Linked DNA regions of Mus musculus: region 1 is linked to region 2. The links are chromatin contacts, called in public Hi-C maps. All regions are on one chromosome and are shown on one strand. The core of a region is the stretch at or near the end of the contact, and the rest is flanking DNA. Distances in the headings are between cores, read along the strand shown. Region 1 overlaps Cfap61 (cilia and flagella associated protein 61). Region 2 overlaps Cfap61 (cilia and flagella associated protein 61).

Region 1 (4,445 bases), core at 1,583-4,082, 94 kb before region 2:
TCCCCAAGAGCAAACTCTAAAGAAGCCACTGGGACACAAAGACCAGCTCTGGCCTGAAAGCATCATATAGATGCCCTCTCTGCCTCCCTCTTGGGTTCATATGGATATCTGCAGCCCAGTCTCCCCTAAATGCTGCTTCGAGATCAAAGGAAGCCTGTGTCTGGGTGGATAGATCAGGTACAGGCAGGAGAAAGTGGATTTTAACAATATTTCTGCTTTAAAAACACAGTAACTGAAACTTCATGAGCTGCACAGTCTCCCGTGTATGAATGAAGCTTTCTCAGAGTACCAGAAAAAATGTCAGGTACACTCCATTTCCCTGTTCTTAAGAGGAACAGCATTTTACTATTTCGTAGACAGAATGCTAGATCTAATCTAAAAATGAGAGATTGCAAAATGGAGCAGTCTCTGGGAAGACCCAGCAATTCCACTTCCAAGCTATACAGTGAAATGAACAGATAGACACACACACACACAAAGTACGTGAATTTTCATAGCATAGTTATTCACCAAAAGTGGACACAATTCAAATTTTCAACAGCTGAATAAAAACAGAATATGACATTATCCATACAATATAATATTTAGCAGTAAAGAGGAATAAAGTATAGACACGTGCTACCGCATGGGTGCCCTCATGAGTGAAAGAAGCTGTTCACCAAGTATCATGTGTTGTATGAAATATCCCAAACGGGCAAGTTCAAGGGACTGAAAGTAGGTGGTTGATAGAGATTCCAAGTAGGAGCAAGGATAAGAGAGAAAATACTAAAAATGTAGGCAGTGGTGATGGTTTTGTAATTCCATGAATGTACTAAACTGTGGCTTGTAAGGTATTTCAGTGACTGATCTCAGTTATCACCTGGGAGATGGGCCTCTGGACATGCCTGTGGGGACTTTTTTGGATAAGGTTAACTGAGGTGGGAAGACCTCCCCATTCTGAGTGGTACCATTTCCTTGGCTGAGATTCTGGACTAAATAAAAAAGGAAAAGTGAGATGAACACAGGTGCTCATTACAATTGCTTCTTGGTTGAATATGCAATGTAGCCAGCTGCCTGCAGCTCCCATGGCTATGACTTCCCCTTCATGACAGACGTGCAATGGAAAAGTAACCAAGACATACATGTGTGTGTGTGTGTGTGTGTGTGTGTGTGTGTGTGTGTGTGTGTGTCTGTGTGTGTCTGTGTCTCTGTGTCTCTGTGTGTGTGTAGATCTACATTCTATTTCTTGAACTTACCTTTTATTTATATCACACTAAAGTTTTGTCGAAGGGTGACTGAACCACTTATTCTGTGAAATGATGAGATTTGATGCTAGTTGGTAACGCTCCTGAGATACTAAAAATCGGTTTCACAACTTATTCTCATCCTTTTGCCATCCTCTCATGGCCTAACTCCTAAATACCACCCAGCATTTGTCAGTTGTGCCGCTAGCTCCTCAAGTAAACCATCAGGCACTCCTGTGATAGGCTAAGAACACTGCTGAGCACCATTCAATATAGAGCTGAATCTTGAGAAGTTTGTAATATAACCACCATATGGGATCATATTTTTCTTCTTTCCATAGCAGCTGCCACCACAATTCTGAAAGGCTTGTAACAGCATGCTGATACAACACAGAGGGAATTATAGACACCCTCCATCTATTGATGTCTCAAAACAGGCCTAGCACACCAGTCTGGCCCAGATGTCTGCTTCTCCGCAGCCTCCTCAGCCAGAGTTAGGCTGGTGCGGGATTGACACTAAGAGCAGAAACCGGCTAGAGTTGGGGGTGGGGGGTCCTGGCAAGTCTGTGGATCACATTTTTGATTAAGTGGCTGGTGTTAAAGATGTGAGGGATTAAAAAAGTTTAGTGTCAAGCTGTCTACTTTCTGTTTGCTAGTTTCCTAGAATGGCCGTGGCGTCAGATTTACACGTTAGTTAATAAACTCTGCAAGTCATGGCTAAGAGTGAGTTTAGGCAATTAGCTGCCTGGTGGGAAGATCTGTCAATAAACCAGCCTTTGAACAAGTCACCCCCACCCGACACACACACACACCCCTCTATGAGGAAGATGGTCACAACAGTAAGTGCTGGTGTGACAGGTACATAAGATGGGTTCACAGGAAACCACCAACCAGATCTCAGCAAACAGTAACCACAGGAGGGATGCCCAGCATCACTGTCTGAGGGAAAAGACTTGTGAGAGTCATGAGGACAAACCTCGGATCTAAAAGCCATTCTGATACCTGCATACACACAGCACGTTATATTTAACTAAGGAGTGTCAGAGCATTGGGGAAAATGACACAGAAGGTATATTATTTGAGAAAAAAAGAGCCCATGAAGGAATTTACACAAATTTCTCTACAATTCATAGAGGAAAGGGTTCCCCGCCATTCTAAGGAAACGTATTTCCCAGGAGTAGCATGAATGTGTAGGAAGAGGCTGAGAACAGGGCTGGAAAAGCCAACTAGACCCCTGTAGTGACTGAAAGTAGGTTTGTTTCATGTCCAGGAAACTTCACTGTGGTGATATTAATAAGGATCAATGCATAGATGGTGCTGAAAACCACAGGTTTACAATTTTAGAATCATCTCCTCAGGAGATAATAAAAAACTGTGGATTTTGGTTGGCTGGTTGGTTGGTTGGTTTCTTTGTTTGATTGTTTAAAAAAAATACTACATACTTCAACCACTACTATGACTAAGGGAAGTCTGACTACTGTCAGTGAAAGTCACCACGTTTAAGGAAGGGACTGGGAAACAATTACTCTGGGGAAAACCTAGCAGGTGCTGGGAGAATAATGCAATTTCCCAAGGCAGCAGATGCCCAAGTGCAACAGGATCCAGTAACCGTCCATCAGATGGTAATTATAGCTGGACTGGGGAAGAGCAGCCCAGATAAAAAGGGGCAATTCAAAGGGTAACTGAATGCCAGCCAGTGACATCTTTCTGAGATCACGTACCAGGAAAGGGTGGGCCAACACTTAGCTCTGGGGGTGGGGGGTTAGATACACTGCTGTTTTTTCTTGTACAAGGACAAAAGGAGATGTGGAGAAAACAAACACAGAGAAATGGAGGCCCCTAAAGAAGTTAGTTCAGATTTCAGCAGACTGTCATTACAACCAGAAGGGAAAAAAATAATAATAATAACATCGGCGCTGAACGCTCTGAAAGCATGGTTTCTCAGATGGGGATGAGAGCATACCTTCATTCTGTGACCACTCTAAATCAGGACAAAGACTATAATTAGAATAGACCATGAGAGCTCTTGTGAATGATAAACACAGTGGATTCCAAGGCGAATTTCTGGAGTTTAGCATTATAAATAATTGTTAACCGTCACAAGAGGAAGCTCAGGAAGCGCAGACACTCCAGGAACTCTACAGACAGGTCTCTACAAACTCTACAGGTCCAATCCTAGCTAGCGAGTCGCAGCTCCTACTATTCTTCCCCCTCCCTCATCCACCGCCATTAACTCTGTAAGTAAGGGGCTGGGCAGATGGCTTTACAGAGGACCTGGGTTCATTCCCCCAGTACCCCCACATGTAGGCTCCCAACTGTTTCTAAGTCCAGCTCCAGGGGATCCAGCACTCTCTTCTGGCCTTTGAAGGTACTGCAAGCATATGGTACACAGACATACATGAAGGCAAAATACCCAAATGCATGAAAGTTAAACAAAAAATTGATATATTGCCAGGTGGTGGTGGTACACGCCTTTAATCCCAGCACTTGGGAGGCAGAGGCAGGCAGATTTCTGAGTTCGAGACCAGCCTAGTTTATAAAGTGAGTTCCAGGACAGCCAGGGCTAAACAGAGAAACCCTGTCTCAAAAAAACAAAAAACAAACCAAAAAATTGATATATTGTTAAATATACTGGCAGCTTTCCCAAGAGCAGTGACAGTAACAAAGTCAACTCAAAATCCCTCTAGGGTACAGACAGGAAAGAAAAAAATGCCTTCTCCACAGACCTCCAAAGTAGGAGAAAGGCAACTTGCCCAATCTTTAATTGGTTTGTCTGCACAACGAACTCAGGCAGATAGAGAGTATTTCTCAGGATTACAGTGCTATGGTAAGCTATGGCGACCCATCTAAATGAAAGTTTGTGACAATAGCTCAGAACGTAAATGCACACGCCAAGATGGCTCATTCAAACTGGATGAGAATCTTCCAAGTCTACTGTGTGGATTATGGCCTTGACCAGGAAAGGCCTCTCTCTTACCCATGAGTTCCTAATGGTCAACTATAGAGTTATTATTGTGACTCTTGGGGGCCAACTTCTAGGTGTGATGAAGATGAAGGCATTGAGGTGCTTTCCTATGGTCTGCTCTGGAGTGAGCTGTCTATTAATAGAAGCCACTGGGAAGGTGCATACCCAAATAAGGCAGAAGCTCTATGGCCTCAGGGTGGGGAAGGGTAGACTCGGAGGGGAGGGAGAGCGCACATTGCCTTCCCACACAGTGATGA
Region 2 (4,878 bases), core at 1,127-3,626:
TTCCTTTGTATGTTCATTCAGAGTGCTGCTTGGGTGGAGAATTCATGTGCTGGTCAGCGCTATCAACTATAAAATACTTTACTTTTAGGAGAACAGAAGGTCTAGCCCAGACAGACTTGTTCTCTTTTTGGGCACTCAAGTGTCCATCAGACCCTGAAAAACATGCCAGATCCCCACCCCCCCCCAAAAAAAATGGAGCTGAATTCAAGCCTTACAACCAATAGGCTGGCAAAGATACTCACTTGGCAATTTGTGTATCTTTCAAACTTAGGGCGTGGCAAAACTAAGAATGCCCTGTGTGGTGGCTCTAACCAGCCTTCCGGAAGACGAACATATTCATCCTTCACTATGTCACCTCGCCAGGAGGTACATGGTGGCACCCTAGAGCCCAAGAACTCTTCTTAGCAACCCGGTCAAGCCTCTTGGTGACAGTTTCGCAGACTGCTTCATGGCTGCAACATCTTGTCCTTTCTCTATAACCAGCATTCTAGAGGGAAGGCACAGGCTGGCTTCCCTTGAGGCAGAGAGATGTGTGTAACACAGGCTGCTAGCCAGGTCACTGTGCAAATCCTCAGGTGGGAAATATTACCCCAGCTCGGCGAGAACAGCACAAAGGCAGCCTGCATGTCCAAGAAACGTCCCAGACCCTTCTGCTGGCCTCAAAGCTTCTTCTTTATCTAAAGAGGCTGCACTCTCCAGTTAGACTTAAAAATATACTATTAAAAGAAGTTGCTACTTTAAATGTCACAAATACATTTTACTGTAGTGTATTTGAAAAAAAAAAGGAAGAATCCAATTTAGTTCTAAAGAATACAGCTTGCTTTGTCACATCATGCTTTCATCAAGAACAGTGTCTCAACATAGGACAGGGCAACATAAAAGTTGTTGCCAACTATATGTTTCTTTTTCATCCTCTTGCAGCGGAGGCGGGAGAAGTACCCTTTCCTTTCCAAGATCTCTTGTGCCCTCTAGTGGTCTTCTTATGGAAATTAACTTCCATCCTTTACATGGTCCTTTCTAGAACTTTAAAACTGGTGTTTAGAGTCAGTTAACTTCGGATCATTGGAAAATGTGATCTTTTTAAGTGAGGTGGATTTTAAAATTCCAGACGTTCTGAGTGATTAGAAGGGCTTCAAAGCATGCAGCAGGCCATGTAAGTTCCCATCATCCAGACCGCTGGGGTCCATGTGCCAATCTTGACAAAGGCAATCTACAGCTCCTGGAGGACTGTCCACCAAACCATGTCTGGCAGGGGGACTGGTGACAAATTTCCCGGGGCACAAGAAAAGCCCCGGCTAAATGCTGTAATTGTTCTACATTTCCTTTTAAAATGGGCCTGGATCCTCTTAACTTAGAGGTCAAAACATCAAATCCCCAGGAGCTGCTTAGAAGTCAAACTGGAAAAAAGCGTGAGACCATCAAATGTCTCGTAAAACTAACTTCTGGGGCTGGAGGGGTGGCTCAGTGGTTAGGAGTGCTGGCTGCTCTCCCAGAGGACCCGGGTTCAATTCCCAGCAACTACACCATTGCTCACCACCATCTGGAACTCCAGCTCCAGTGGACCCAATGCCTTCTTCTGGTACCAGGTATGCACATGGTGCAGGGACATACATTCAGAACTTTGTCTATTAAAAAGTAACTGCCTCAGGAAATGAAAGGTAGGTCTTTGTTGTTGTTTGGGTTTTTTGGTTTGGTTTCGTTTGGTTGGGTTTGTGTAACAACCCTGGCTTTCATGGAACTTAATTTGTGGGCCAAGCTGGCCTTGAGAAAGGTCGTTTTTAAAAACAAAACAAAACAAAAAAGCTTGTTTTAAATGTTTTCTTTTTGCCTTTTAAAGGTTAAAGTCTTAAATTTGTATTAATACAAATGATACACACTTGTGAGATGTGTGTGATGATTTTGGTACAAGTGTGCAACTGTAACAATCAAATCTGAACACATCTTTATCTCCTAAAACATTTACAGAGCTCCTGATTTCCTCTCTCCTGATAAAGAAAATTTTCATCTATTTGAGTCCACATGATTAACTGTAGTCATCTTTAAATAGGCAGGATGCCAGGCAGGAAACCTCAAGCTACTTCACAACACTACCAGACAGCATATAACCCTTCTCTTGACTTAGTCTTCCTTAAACCCACAAGGACCCGGAAAAGAAACCCCTCTACCACCACCGCTCCAAGGCCAAGCCAGTCTTTCTAAGCCGGGAACATCTCACGTCCACCACCGAAGATTAATTGAGCACACTGTAGTTTTTAAAGGTGTGTCCAGTAGCAGCTTTGCTTTGTTTCCAACATAATGAAAGACAGGGAAGAGTAACTTCCTTAATTAGTGTCTGAGTAGAAGGGCAGATTACAGCATCGTTTTCCACGCGGCTAAATCAAAGAGACAGGAGAAGGGATTACGGTGTTCATTCATTTGGTTCTGAATATGTTGCTAGTTAAATAGCGGAGGGCTAATTACATCCCCAAACCCTTCCCTGGTTTACTGTCTTAAGAACTGTGTTCATCACCATTAATTATCAGTGCAAGTGGCTACTGATGAAACAGATGTCAAATGTGGAGAAAATAAGAGTAATGTGGTGGCTTAAGAGGCGTGCGGCCACGCCTACTCCACCACGCTGTGCAATAATGCCTTTGTGTTTCTAGTGCTCTTAAGGGGGTAGGGTCCACACAAAGTTTCAAGATTTTAGACCCACAAGTTCTAAAACTCCAATCTGTTCATTTTGGATAGGGGGTTTTAAAAACGTTACATTTCTTTTTTTTTTTCTTTAATTTATTTATTTAATACATGTGAGTACACTGTAGCTGTCTTCAGACACTCCAGAAGAGGGAGTCAGATCTCATTACAGATGGTTGTGAGCCACCATGTGGCTGCTGGGATTTGAACTCAGGACCTTTGGAAGAGCAGTCAGTGCTCTTAACCGCCGAGCCATCTCTCCAGCCCTACATTTCTATACCTTCTTCAGGCAAAAGCATTGTCTGTGTCACTGTCTCCACCTGAACTCACTACTGTGCCCTCCTCTTATTGCATATGCCCCCTCCTCGTCTCTTTACACTGGGACAACATCCCCCTTGGGATTTGGTCCTTCGGATTTTCTGTGGTGTGAGCAAACAGAACAGTTAAGCCATCAAAGGCTGATGATCACGACAAGTTATCTAAAGGTTTATTTCTAGCTTTGTGGGCCCCCACTGGAAGGCCATAGCCCATGCTACAAAGTCTTAAGAGAGGAAAATGGGAAAAAAGAAAGAAAGAAAAGGAGAGGATGAGAAGCCAAGGGAGAAATTGAGATGGGATAGGAACTATCGATTGCTGTAATTGAGGGTTAGTACTATCAACTTGACAATATCTCTAGCATCATTGAAAGGTAACTCTCTGGTCACAGCTGTGAGAGACTATCCAGGTTAGGTTAGTCTCTGGACACAGCTGGAGAAGGTTATCTTGATTATATTTATGGAGGTAGGAAGCCCTGCCCACAGTGGGTGGCACCATTCCCTAACTGGGATCCTGGATTGTATAAACCTAGAAAGAGAGCCAGGCAGTAACAGGAGTTCCTGCTGTCTTCTGTTACAGTGTAACCACTGCTTCAAGCCCCTGCTGCCTTACTTTGCCACGCCTGGCTGTAGTCTTCAACTGTGAACTAGAAGGATCTTTTCCCCTTAATTTGCTTTGTCAGGGTATTTTATCACAGCTGCCTAGGAGCCAGGTGCTAGACTGAGGACAGCTTTTGTCTTTTCTCCTGTTTACCTATATCCTCAACAGGAGGGAGGGTACCAGGGAGTATGTCCACAAAGAAATTACCTTACTAAAAGGAATAAAAAATGGATCATTTTGATAGGCTGCTCGTGTGCATGGCACTTTGAGCACTGTATTTATAAACAACTTTTCTAATGGAAAAAAAAATGTCTTGGAGAACATGAGTAAGTCTTACTATTCCTCTGGAAAATGATAATTCATAATATCCAAATGAGTATACTAACTATATGTAAAAAACAAAACAAACAAACAAACAAAAACAAAAACCAAACAACAAGAACTTTGGAGGGCCAGTAAGAAGGCACAGCGAGCAACGATGCTTGCTGACAACCCAGAGTTCAATCCCTGGCAAGATCAAGACTCTGATCTTGGTTCGGATTTTTATCTGAGTTTCACAGTTCTTTGCAAAACTCGAGCCTGAATTCAGGACCTTGCACACAGCAAGCAGGCAGTCTGCCTGCCGGTGCATTTTGCTGTTGTTTGTGCAGGAAGTATTTTGATTGAATCCTTGGATGCTGAACAGATATGGGGTGGGGGTGGGGCGTGAGGGAGGTCAACAGCACTTGCATGTGTACCGAGCTATAAATAATTCTAATCCCTAAATCTGAGAATAATATTAACTAAGAGAAACCACCCTTCAAATAGATAGTAAAAATGGCAGGGAAAAACTGAGAGCTTTAAAAATAAAATTAAGATAAAGTTATAATAACTATTATATTTCCTAAAATATCCTAAAATTTTCATTTATGGGAATTTCTCATTTTAAGAAATAACCAAAACCGCCAATTTGTGAATATGTTATCAATAAAATGTCCTTAAAGAAGGTGACTTCCTGAACAGCTAAGGGTGTCCCTGCCCAGGGGCCTGCCCTTCCTGCCACACATGAAAAAGCAAGCAGCCATACCCTCCTATCTATCGGCCTGGTGACAGCCATTCCAGGGACTTCCTGCCTCCGCACCTTTGCCCACTCTCTCCTTTGGTTGAATTGTGATTCATCCCCCTCCCCGCTCCCCAGACAAATTCAAGGGGTCACCTTGTTTGTGAAGTCTTTTATTTCTTTTAAGTTATTTATTTTTTCAGGGAGGCATGGTAAGATATCAGAAGGTGCATGATCTTCAGAATATA

What was found. Hi-C and Micro-C count contacts between places; a contact is called where the count stands out from the background.
Region 1: a Hi-C map of the N1E-115 cell line shows a contact between it and region 2, with 11 times the contacts expected there. The contact joins two enhancer-like sites. A contact is called at or near these places in 1 of 39 promoter capture datasets (the C10 cell line), 2 of 15 datasets of contacts at CTCF or cohesin (large pre-B cells and pro-B cells), 24 of 484 Hi-C or Micro-C datasets (B cells, the C10 cell line, the N1E-115 cell line and 9 more), 2 of 115 datasets of contacts at active chromatin or transcription factors (differentiating embryonic stem cells and embryonic stem cells) and 4 of 9 other capture datasets (adipose tissue, embryonic stem cells, liver and 1 more).

The regions. Positions count from the first base shown.
Region 1 is chr2:146,048,673-146,053,117 of GRCm38.p6, reverse strand. The region is part of intron 17 of Cfap61 (cilia and flagella associated protein 61); the gene reads right to left. Among named protein-coding and RNA genes, the nearest start is that of Gm34629, 48 kb to the left of the region's middle. Within about 2 kb of position 2,832, at least 9 of the 459 cell types and tissues checked have an H3K27ac peak or open chromatin away from gene starts, as enhancers often do. A contact at or near this core is called in the N1E-115 cell line and cerebellum, where this site is marked.
Region 2 is chr2:145,953,724-145,958,601 of GRCm38.p6, reverse strand. The region is part of intron 6 of Cfap61 (cilia and flagella associated protein 61); the gene reads right to left. Among named protein-coding and RNA genes, the nearest start is that of Cfap61, 21 kb to the right of the region's middle. Within about 2 kb of position 2,376, at least 10 of the 459 cell types and tissues checked have an H3K27ac peak or open chromatin away from gene starts, as enhancers often do. A contact at or near this core is called in the N1E-115 cell line and cerebellum, where this site is marked.